2 separate regions of the Oryctolagus cuniculus genome follow, and region 1 is linked to region 2. A link is a contact called in public Hi-C data. All regions are on one chromosome and are shown on one strand. The core of a region is the stretch at or near the end of the contact, and the rest is flanking DNA. Distances in the headings are between cores, read along the strand shown. Region 1 holds the start of ST8SIA5 (ST8 alpha-N-acetyl-neuraminide alpha-2,8-sialyltransferase 5). Region 2 holds the start of PIAS2 (protein inhibitor of activated STAT 2).

What was found. Hi-C and Micro-C count contacts between places; a contact is called where the count stands out from the background.
Region 1: a Hi-C map of psoas muscle shows a contact between it and region 2, with 2.4 times the contacts expected there. The contact joins the promoter of ST8SIA5 here to the promoter of PIAS2 in region 2. A contact is called at or near these places in 2 of 6 Hi-C or Micro-C datasets (psoas muscle and an unstated tissue).

Annotation. Positions count from the first base shown.
Region 1 is chr10:30,772,393-30,778,307 of mOryCun1.1, reverse strand. It overlaps ST8SIA5 (ST8 alpha-N-acetyl-neuraminide alpha-2,8-sialyltransferase 5), which reads right to left and starts at 3,015. Exons shown (of 8, transcript XM_051851247.2): 1 at 2,538-3,015. The coding sequence starts at 2,668.
Region 2 is chr10:30,636,987-30,643,037 of mOryCun1.1, reverse strand. It overlaps PIAS2 (protein inhibitor of activated STAT 2), which reads right to left and starts at 2,595. Exons shown (of 15, transcript XM_070050211.1): 1 at 1,417-2,595. The coding sequence starts at 1,535.

The DNA.
Region 1 (5,915 bases), core at 1,766-4,265, 130 kb before region 2:
TGGAGTTTCCCCTCCAGGGCTGGGCTTCTCACCCTCAGCCCTGCTGACATCTGGGGCCAGATGATTCTCCATGGCTGGGGGCACACGAGGTGCTGTGGGTCTTCCGGCATCTCTGGCCTCTCCCCACCGGCCGGCAGAAGTGCCTTCTGTGCCCCCCACCCCCACACCCTACCCCCGCATCTCAGCACATTGCCTGGGGCCAAGGTGCCCTCCACTGAGATCGCTGGTCTGGAGCAGTTAGGGAGAGCGGAGGGATGCTAAAAAGCCAGGTTCCAGATCCCACCCCAGAAAGTCTGAGCCAGGGGCCCAGGAATCTGCATTCCCACAGCCCTCTGGGTGCTTCTGAGGCAGGCAGCCCCGGGACCCCTGCTTGAGGAACCTTGGACAACGGGCATATCTAGGCAGGTGGCAGATCAACAGTCACGCCAGGTCAGTTCATCACAAGCACGATCCATGTAGGAACAAGACACGTGAGCGGGTGTTTTGGGTGGAAGTGCTGTGGCAGCCACAATCCAGTCCTGGATCGGGGCAGCCTCCCTGACAGAGAACCTAATGATAAAGCCAAGTGCAGCAGCACAGGCAAGTGTGGGAGAGATGAGAGGGGGCAGTGTCCCACACATCTCTACCTTTTCTCCCACACTTTTTATTTCTGGATGTGCACATCCCCTCCTCTATCCAAAACTTACCCTTCTTTCAAGTCTGCCTCCTCCAGGCAGTCTTCCCTAACTATTCTAGCCATAAGTGCCTATCTTCTCAGACAATTTAACACTTGCTCCCTCTCTCCTCAAGTGGACTTCGAGCCCCCTGAGCCTTGAACTGCATCATCTCCTTTACCCCAAGGCACTCTTCCAGGATGGGGCATTCATAAGCTTTGCACCGGTCCAGGATGGGCACACGCTAGCTTCATCAGATTAATCCGAGTCCCCAGAGTGAGACTGGAAAGGTGGCATCTGTGGGAGTTAGGGGGTCCAGGTCTCTGTGTGCGAACAGGAGGCAACAGGTACACCTGCTGAACTCCAGGCAGCTGGCCCAGCCCCCAAGAGCAGGCCCATCCTGCCAGAGCAAGCAGGTGGTAACTGGGCTGGCACCTGCCATGGGCACAGACACTGAGCTCCTGTTGACAAGGCAGAAGAACTCCCAGCAGCCCCCAGCAACTCTAGGGAGGCTCCAGCAGGGGGCAGGAACCCAGCACAGCTCTGCTGAGGAGCAAGTGCCAAAACAGCATTAGGCAAAGGGCCTACAGGCCCACAGGCAGCAGGCCGGTTCCGGGACTCAGCTGTCCTTGCACAGGATCATCTCCGAGTGGCAGGAACCAAAACAAGAGGCAGCCCCAACCAGATCCAACGAGTCAGGAAGCTCTGAAAATGTCCTTTGAAGCCACCAAGTGCCATACACGAGCTGTCCTCCATTAGGGAAGAGGCTCTCTGCGAAAGGTCTGTGGCAGGGACTGTGGGAGACAAGTGTGGGGCACAGCTCTGGGGGAAGTCACAGCCAAGGCAGGCGCGCTCAATGCGGGGAGAGAAGCAGGTGCAATCCCCGGCCTCCTATCCTCCTGGGCAGCCCAGATGAAGAGCACGCCTGACCCATTTCAAACCCCAAGGGCACAGAAAGAACACCTGCTGATCATTTGAAAGAGCAGAGGAGAGGAGATGCTTGCGGAGCAGGAGAGGCGTATTTGTTCCCTATCAGAAGGGGAAAGAGACAGCAAGAGGGACACACGCAGCAGAGAAAAAAACGCTCCAGTAAAAACGGGGTGGGAGGTGTCTATTTCCCCGCATCTCTGATACGCGAGAGCCCTACAACCGAACCTCCCTCAGTCCCCAGACCAGGCAGAGTAACCCGAGCGTCTCCCCCAGAAGCCGGCAGAGCCCACAGAAGGCAGCGGCAGGTGCCTAGCCCATCTTCTGCCTGCGGGGACGCAGCCCGTGAGCGCGTTTCTCAGCGACGCCTTCCGCAGCTTTCTCCTCCCCGGGCTCGCCCGTGGCCGGGGGCAGAGGACCGCTTTGACCGTTTGCGCCAAGGCTGAGTACCGTCTGTTTCGGAAGGGGCCAGGGTGCACGTTTCACAGCAGACTCGGTGGCCACGGGATTGTGAGGATTCCCTGTCCCTAACGCACGGCCACGGCCGGCCACCACCTCCACCTAATCCGACTCGGGGAGGGGGTGCGTCTCCCCGCCCCCCCCCCCGGAGTCCCTCCAAAAACTGAAGGTTCAATCAACAGACCGAAAAACAGCATCTCGCGCCCCTGCTCCCACCCCACGGCCGTGAGCTCGAGGCGGTGTGGGAGGCTCGGCTGCGACCCCCAGGACGGCTCCGGGCACTTAGGTGGACCTGGAGTCAGTCCGGCCACGCGTTATGCCAACCCGCCCCCAGCCCGTTTTTCACCGCAGAACTAAGTTGCCGGGGCCGCCGGCTGGCGCCGAACTCGCGCAGTGCCCTGGCCGGGAGGGCGGAGACGCGCTTCGCGGCGCCGGGGCCTGCGCGCGGACCCCACGGCCGCTCCCGAGGGCGCGGCGCCGCCCCGCCGACTTTCTCACCTCTTGATGTAGTTCCTGCCGTACAGGATCTGCTGCAGCAAGGTCACCAAAGCGAAGGCGCAGATGAAAATGAAGAGCAAAGTTCGGTTCCCCAACAAATCCCGGTTAGCCGAGGGGTCTGCGTAGCGCATCCTGGCGGCCGGGTGCCGCAGGCGCGGGGCGCGGGGCGGCCCGGCGATCGCGCGCGGGGCTCCGGGCCCCCGGGGGCCGCGCGGCGGGCCCGGCACCTCTCGGCGCGGTCAGGCGGGCGGAGGACTTGGCGGGGCAAAGTTTCCGGCTGGCGCGGCTGCAGCTCGGGGGGCATCCGGACGCGACTGGCCCCTGGGCGGCAAGCAGGACTGATCCGGCCGCAGGGAGCGCGGCCGCGGCCCCGGGCCTTCCCTCCGACGTCTCTGCCCGTGCGCGCGGGTGCCGGGGAGCCGCCGGTTTCCCAGCGGAGGGGCGACGCCAGGTGCCGCGCGCCGGGGCCGTCCCCTCCCGCCGAAGCGTTGGCCAATGGGGAGCGGGCTCCGTCCGCCGTGCGCCCCGGCGCGCCGCCCCCTTCGGCCCTGCTCCCGGGCGCGGGGGCCCAGCGCGCAGAGCCTGCCCAAGCCGGCCCGAAGCTCGGCAGCTCGGAGGTCGGCCTACAGTTCAGCGGGTGGGAGGTGGGCGACAGAGCACCCGCACGGTCCGCTGGTGACGGGCTGGCTGTGGGGAGGTGCGGAAAACGCCGGGCTGCAATCGTGGAAGTCAAATGGGGGCCGGACGGGAAAGCCGCGGCCGCGGAGCTCGGCTGCGGGAGAGGAGCATTTGCATGCGGCGCGCAGGGCACTGAGTCACCGCCGCGGCTGCGTCCCTGCGCGCTCCTGGAGAGCGCCCCGGAGCAGGCGGCGCAAGGTCAGCCCGGCTGCCCTTCAAGGACGGCGCACGCCCCGACTCCAGCGAGGAAGGAATTCAGGGGCTTCCCGCCCCCCGCAGCGCGCTGCTTCCTCCTGCGCAGCACTGGGACCTTGTCTCATCCTTGGGTCCGCTCGTCAAGCTTAGGTCTGGCAGCTGGCCGCCTTGGGGAGCCCCGGCCTCCGCGACCTCTACTAGGTCAGCGCGCCCGGCAAGGTTTGTGCTCCAGAGAGCGCGCCGGGGAGAAGGATCCCAGAAATGCAGCGCGAATGTCTGGACCCCTGAGGCATCCTTGCCCCAGCCCCAGTCCCGCACCGCCCTGTCATCCCGACCCCGGCGGTGCTCACCCCGCGCCCCGGCTGCAGGAGCCCAGGGCCCCCTCACTGGGACCCTCCAGCCCCTCCCAGAGGCGCTGGAATCGGGCCCGGGAGTCCGCTCGGAGCCTGGCCGAGACTCAGAGCTCAGCCAGAGATGGAACGTAGATGAAAGCTTCCCGGAAGGCCGGTCCTCGATTTCGGCGTTTGGTGATCTCCTTTTTGAACCGGAAAGACCGCACGGTTACCCCCCCCCCCTCCAGTGCGCGTTCCACCCAGTCTGCAATGTATCTGGACTCCCAAGGCCGAAGTGGATTCTGCTGTCTCGAAAGTTGTTTTGTGTATTTATCCCTGGTGTCACAGGTAGGCTTTTTAGCCAATTAAAGAACTCAGGGGCCGGCTTGTGGCACAGCGGTTAAGTCGCTATTTGGGACACTCACATCCCGTACTGCAGTGCCGGCTGGAATCCCGGCACCTCTGCTTGCCATCCAGCCTCCGGCTACTGCACACCCAGTGAGGCTCAACCACGTGGGTCCCTGCCTTCCACATGGGAGGTCTTGATTGAGTTCCTGGCTCCTGGATTCCATCTGGCCTAGCCCTGGCTGTTGTGGACATTTGGGGCGTGAACCAGTCGATAAAAAATTCTCTCCCCTCCCCTTGCCTCAACCAAGGTGAAAATAAAGACATTGTAAGAAAATGGGTGTATGGCCGGTGCCGCGGCTCAATAGGCTAATCCTCTGCCTGCGGCGCCGGCACACCGGGTTCTAGTTCCGCTCGGGGCACCGGATTCTGTCCCGGTTGCTCCTCTTCCAGTCCAGCTCTCTTCTGTGGCCTGGGAAGGCAGTGGAGGATGGCCCAAGTCCTTGGGCCCTGCACCCACATGGGAGACCAGGAGAAGCACCTGGCTCCTGGCTTCGGATCAGCTCGGTGCGCTGGCCACAGCGGCCATTGGAGGGTGAACCAACGGAAAAGGAAGACCTTTCTCTCTGTCTCTCTCTCTCACTGTCCACTCTGCCTGTCAAGAAAAGAGAGAGAGAAAAAAAAAAAAAGAAAATGGGTGTATGTCCCGCTGGCTACAATATGGGATCCAGCTCCTGCACATCAGCTAATGCACCCGGGAAAGCAGCAGCAGATGACCCAAGTGCTTGGGGCCCCTGCCACCCAAGTAGGAGACCTGGATGGAGTTCCTGGCTCCGGGCTTTGGCCTGGCGTAGCCCCAGCCATTGAGGACATTTGCGGAGTGAACTAGCAGATGGAAGCACTCTCTCTTTCTCCCTCCCTCCCTCTGTCTTTCAAATACATAAATCTTAAAAAGGGGAGGGGGGAGAGGGGCTCAAACAGATAGTGGCCCCCTCATTACAATAATCTCAGCATGTGCTTCATGTCTTGTGCATCAAAAAGTGCCCGCTCTTTCATTTATTAATGCATTTTTGCTTCCTAGCCTCCGGCTAACTCATCTTACAACTGAAGATACTAAAGCACTAACTGCCCTAAATAACTTACCCAACACGAAGTCCTTGGATGCCTGGAGCTGGCTCTTTGCTCCAAACACACAGGCAGGGAGTGGGACCTGTGCCACTGTCCCCCCACACCCACACCATCCCCCTTGGTGCTCCTGCTGCCTTCAGATCTTTGAACAAGGGGCCCTGCATTGACTTTGCACTGGGTCACACAGACCATGCAGCAGGTGCCACACGCAGGTCCCAGGCAGACAGAGCACTGAGCTTTCTCCTGTGAGATACCCCCATGTTTTCACCAGGCCAGGCTCCCTCCTGCTTCCTTTCTGTTCCTGCTTATCCTCTACCCCCGCCAGTGCCCACTCTGATCTGTCTTGTGATGCATGCTTCCTGGGAAAAAAGGAACAAATCTATTTGAAAGTAATGACCCCAAATTATCCTAAGAATTCCTAAATTGCAGCAAAGTGCACTTACAGAAAAGTACAGGAGGCATAAGCATATAGCTGGGTGAGTTTTTACAAGCTATACACATCCTTGCAATTGGCATGCAGATCAGGGAACAGAAACACCTGCCTCCCTCCAAAGACCACCCCAGGGCTCCCTTTCACGACTGTGTGCTGAAAAGTGGTCATGGTTCTGGCTTCTAACACCAGGATCAGTGTCTGCTCTTCTTGCATTTCATTTTAATGTAGTTTATTTTCATCTACTGGAAAGGTAGAGAGTGAATGATA
Region 2 (6,051 bases), core at 1,346-3,845:
CTCCTACTTTGAAATTTTTTAAAAAATCGGCATTTCTGACTCTAAATTTCCTATTTATGTCGCTAGTAATTCAGTGATCCATATAAAATAAAGCGGGCTCATGGATCACACCTGGTCTGTTTCAGGTGCGGAGTCTCCGAAGGTTATCAGTCTCGGCGGGGGTGGGGGTCTTGTCCGTTCTCCCCCATGGCACCTCAACTTAAATCTCTTCTATTCAACAACGGTAGCAACAGTAAAGTTATGACCTTGTTCCAAGGCTAAGACGACAAGATTTTTTTTTCTCTTCAAGAGCAGAAAGAGTGCACGGAAAAACCTCATGTCACCTCGGACTTTGCAGTTTTCTTTCCACGGCACTAAGGAAATACCAAGGTTCGAGGCCGGTTGTTGAAGGCAGGGTTGCCAAAGGCCCACGCTTCTCCCGACGACGGGGGGAAGCAGTGGAGGGAGGAAGGGGCCCCTTCCCTGGCACACCTGACCAAACGGTAGCATCAGCCATCAGGGAAGGAAGAAAAAAAATTCCCGAAACGCAACTTCACGTCTCACCAAACAGGCGTCCGCCAAGTAGACTTCGGGATCGCCACGCACACGGACCCCCCACCCCCCACCCCAGGGTGGAAAATCACACGCCGTTCACCACCTGGGCCCTCAGGCGGAGCGGGGAGTCGGACCCCACGTGCCCCCGCGAGGGCGCCCCGACCCCGCGCCAGGTGTGCGGAGAGCCGGCCCGCAGCGGCCGGCCCTCGAACGACCGCCCGCCCGCCCGCGGCCCAGGCCGCCGCCCCCGCGTCCTCCACCGGCTCGCTCCCCTCCCGCGCGCTCGGCGCCCGCCCTCACGCGGGCCGGGCTCGGGGCGCCGCCAACCGGCCCCGGCGAAACAAGGCGGCGGCGGCCGGCGACGCTGCGGCTTCCCCGCCTCCCTCCCCAACCCCTCCCCCGCGGCCTCCACTCTCCACTCCCGCGGCCCTGCTTACCCTCAACTCCTCGAAATCCGCCATTTTATACCACCCGCGGGCTCCGCCGCCACTGCCGCCACCGCACCCCTTCCCGCTACCGCCAACGACGCCGCAGCCACCACGGCCGCCGCCGCCTCCAGCACCATCCTGCACTGGGCGCCGCTGAAAACGCCGCGGCCGCCGCCGCCGCTACCGCCGGGCCCCTCACGTGACCGGCGCGGGAGCCCCGCCCCCGGCGCGCCACCGCCCCGCCCCTCGCGGCGCCCCCTGCCCACCCGCGAGGCCGCCTTCCGCCCGCGCCTTCCGCCCGCCCGCTCCCGCGCCAGCCGGCTCCCCGCACGCTTCCGGCGTCCGGTCCCGCGGCCTGGCCCTGCTCGGCGCCGCATCGCCTCTTCCCTGCCCCTCGCGGGGGTCCGTGCCCACTCCCCGAAGCGCCGTAGAGATCGCAGCGTTACCAGCGGACCTGGCGGAGGGCCCGACCTGAAGAGGTGGCCGGGACTCGTGACGGGAACCTTCGGGCAGATTCACGCGGCGCCCTTCACATGGTGGCTGGAGACGGAGCAGCGGCAGCAAATAAACCATCCCCCAGGCTAGTTGTGGCGGAACAATTTAAATATGGGCGTTGGCGCGGCCTGGGTGAGACCTCTCAATTGCTAATGTCCGAGGGCTCACCTGGCTGATTCCTGACGACTTTGAAGGGCGCCTGAATGTCACGGACTGCAGCCTTGCGGGGCGGGGGTTGGTGGCGCTGGGGAAGAAGTGAAGAAGGGCCTTGATAAAAAGTGGAGGGGTCAGGGAAATGTGAGACCCAGCGAAGAAGGAGATGCCAAGGCAGAGTGGCACCCTAATGTGCTGATGAAGGATGAGAGAAGATGCTGAGTCCAGCTGGCCAGAGACCCGCCGGGCCGGCCCCCGGCTCCGATTCCTTGAAGAGGCCGCGAACTCACCCACGAGAGGACTTTTAAGACCGTGTGATGTACAAGGCCCTGTCTCATCCGCTCCTACCTGCTGCCTCCACCTACACCCCCTCGGAGCCCACTGGCTGCACATCTTCCAGTCCCTGCATCCAGCAAACCTCCCCTCCACCTCCCACCAAGTTTTCAGACAGCTAAATGTTGGTCCTGCGGCCGAGAGTAATTCCCAGTCTTTTTCTTAGCTTCTCTAACTCCTGTTCATCTTCTACATCCGATTGCCACTTCTTTCTAAAAACTTGGTTCCATCCACATCCCCCATTTGGGTTCCGATCCTGTGTTAAGCTACTTGTAGGCCGGAGGGCGCCTCCTTACTTTGAGTCTGTGCTTAGTATGTGTTTGCATTAACTAGCTGGGTCTTCTGAGCTGCAGTCAATCACAGGTCACAGACTGATCCGTAGTCAGTCAGGATGTCTCTCTACAACACTTGGGTGTTTTGCCCAGGAGTGGTGTCTGACCCAGTTGCAATCCACAGTTGTTGAACCCACCAGAGAAACTGCCTGAAAATCCTGAAGAAAAGCTAATTAAGATCTTAACTTGTAATTTTGCCTTTTGACACCTGTTATAAGTGCTCACAGGACCCTGAACTTTTCCTTCATGCCTTCATGTTAATTATCTAGGTGTTTATGTGATTATTATACATAATAAAAGTATTGCTCAAAATTTTTATCTTAAAATCTAAACCCATTAGGCTGTAATGATTGGTAAACGACTGACAAATCATTGTTTAATGAATGAAGGACTGAATGAAAGTGTGTAAAGGCGATTGTTAGCTTTGTTATCTTAGCTTGCCTTATTCTTGCTCTTGGTTTATTCTCCTTAAGCTTTGATTACATCTAGGGTTTTTATCATTGTTTAACAGATATTAAATTAATGCCACTAAGCTAGGAGCTTTAGAGGAATAGAAAGATGCAAAGAAAACAAACATAGCCCTGCTGCCAAGGAAGTTAACATAGGAGGGACCAACGTGAACAAAACTGTTGGAAGCAGGAGATTTCCTGGTGTTCATTGTAGTGACTTCTTCAGCATCCTTTCTGCCCCTTCCTCAATGTGTAGCAGCTGCTGGCTGAGTTGGGGAGGTTTGACTGCTGAGTTCTAGGTGCTGTCCCAGAATGGCTTAAGCCAAAAAGAACTATTATGTCCTCCTAGGCAGCAGTTAAATCAAAACCAGACAAGTGACTCCAATTAGTGCTGGCTATCTGTAAAATGGCAAAACCAGAATTGGCCTTGACATTCACCCTATCTATGTACTTGTCAGGATTTTTTATTATCTTATTTGAAAGGCAGCATTGGGGCCGGCGCTGTGGTGCAGCAGGTTAAAGCCCTGGCCTGAAGTAACGGCATCCCATATGGGCGCCGGTTCTTGTCCCAGCTACTCCTCTTCTGATCCAGCTCTCTGCTATGGCCTGGGATAACAGAAGATGGCCCAAGTCCTTGGGCCCTTGTACCCACATAGAAGACCCAGAAGAAGATCCTGGCTCCTGGCTTTGGATTGGTGCAACTCCAGCCGTTGCGGCCATCTGGGGAGTGAACCAGTAGATGGAAGACCTCTCTGTTTCTACCTCTTTCTGTAACTGCCTTTCTCTGCATTACAGAGAGGCAGAGGCAGAGAGAGAAATCTTCCTCCACTGGTTCTCTCATCAAATGGCCGCAATGGCTGGAGCTGGGCCAGTCAGGATCCTGGAGCCTCTTCTGGGGTCTCCCACGTGAGTTCAGGGGTCCAAGGACTTAAGCCATCTTCCACTGCTTTCCCAGGAGCATTAGCAAGGAGCTGGATCAGAAATGGAACTACCAGGACACCAGCCAGTGCCCACATGGGATGCTGGAAACAAATGGCAGCTTAACCTGCTATGCCACAATCTAGTTTTTCTAACCTGTAAGACAAATGATTATACCTACTCTCAGGGTGTTGAGGATCAAAGGAAATGAGATATATGGGTGTACTTTATGCACTTACAGAGTGAAAGATTGTAAACTCTTTGTGCCTAAAGAGCTGATGAACATATACTAAAAAATAATACTAACAAGCATTCATTTAAGAAGTAGTAAGGGGGTCGGCACTGTGGCATAGTGGGTAAAGCCTCCACCTGTAGTGCTGGCATCCCATCCAGCTGCCGGTTCAAGTCCCAGCTGCTCCACCTCTGATCCAGCTTTCTTTTATGGCCTAGGAAAGCAGCAGAAGATGGCCCAAGTCCTTGGGCCCCTGCACCCACATAGGAGACCTGGAAGAGGTTCCTGGCTTCGGAGGGGCCCAGCTGTGGCCATTGTGGCCATCTGGGGAATGAATCAGCAGATGGAAGACCTCTCTCTGCCTCTCTGTAACTCTGCCTTTTAAATAAATAAAATATTAAAAAAAAAAAAACTAGTAAGAACCATTTGAAATATCCTAGAAACTTTAGAAAGGAATATTCAACTTAGATGAACTGTGCATTGAATATTGAGTTTAATTATAATCATCTGTCTTAATAGTTCCCATCCTGAGTCTATCAAACCTTAATGTTATTTTTAACGTCTTTCTTTTCCTTTCCACTGCCTACTTCTCTTCCTATTACCAAGCGCAAACTTCCCAGATATTTTTCTTTTTAAAAAATATTTATTTATTTGAAAGATGAGTTACAGAGAGAGGTCGTCCATCCACTGGTTCACTCCCCAAATGGCCAAATCAGCTGGAGCTGGTCGCATCCAAAGCCAGGAACCAGGAGCTTCTTCCGGGTCTCCCATGCGGGTGCAGGGACCCAAGCACTTTGGGCCCTCTGCTGCTGCTTTCCCAGGCTCATTTGTAGGGAGCTGGATTTGAAGTAGAGCAGCCAGGACCTGAACCGGTGCCCATGTGGGATACTCAGCGCTGCAGGCGGTGGCTTAACCTGCTACATCAACGTACCAGCTCCTGAGCCATATGTTTTTTATTTTATTTATTTATTTGACATATAGACAGTGAGAGAGACAGAAAGGTCTTCCTTCCATTGGTTCACCCCCCAAATGGCCGCTACGTCCAGAGCTATGCCAATCAGGAGCCAGGTGCTTCCTCCTGGTCTCCCATGTGGGTGCAGGACCCAAGCACTTGGGCCATCCTCCACTGCACTCCCGGGCCACAGCAGAGAGCTGGACTGGAAGAGGAGCAGCCGGGATGAGAACCCGATGCCCATATGGGATGCCGGCGCCTCAGGCAGAGGATTAACCAAGTGAGCCTCGGCGCTGGCCCCAAGCCATATGTTTTAAGGTAAAATTTACATAAACTGAAGTCCTCATATCTTAAGGAAACTCTTCAATCCATTTAGAAAAATGCTTGTCGGCCGGCACCGCGGCTCACTAGGCTAATCCTCCGCCTTGCGGCGCTGGCACACCCGGTTCTAGTCCCAGTCGGGGTGCCGGATTCTGTCCCGCTTGCCCCTCTTCCAGGCCAGCTCTCTGCTGTGGCCAGGGAGTGCAGTGGAGACTGACCCCAGGGGTTTGGGCCCTGCACCCCATGGGAGACCAGGATAAGTACCTGGTTCCTGCCATCGGATCAGCGCGGTGCGCCGGCCACAGCACGCCGGCCGCGGTGGCCATTGGAAGGTGGACCAATGGTAAAGGAAGACCTTTCTCTCTGGCTCTCTCTCTCACTGTCTACTCTGCCTGTCAAAAAAAAAAAAAAAAAAGAAAGAAAGAAAGAAAAAGAAAAGAAAAATGCTTGTCGAAATATAGAACATTTTCATTACCTTCAGAAAAATCCCTGTTCCCCTTCCCTGTAACCTCCACCACCAATAACCTTTGGTATGATCTCTAATACTACAGGTTAGTTTTTCATATTTAAATATTTCAGGTAAGTGGGAGCATACAGTGTGCATTGATTTTTTTTCATTCAACATAATAGATTTGTGGTTGACATGTTGCAAGTATCAGTTCATTCCTTTTTATTGATGGGAAATATTCCATTGTATGAATAGACACCCAATTTATCCTTTTGTTGAGTGACAACTGAATTGTTTCCAGATTTTGATTATTGTAAATAAAGTTACTGTAAAAATGTTTGTATAAGGCATTTGATAGGCATATGATTTTATTTCTTTTTTTTTTAAGATTTATTTATTTACTTGAAAGTCAAGAGTTACACACAGAGATAGAGGTCTAATGTCTGCTGGTTCACT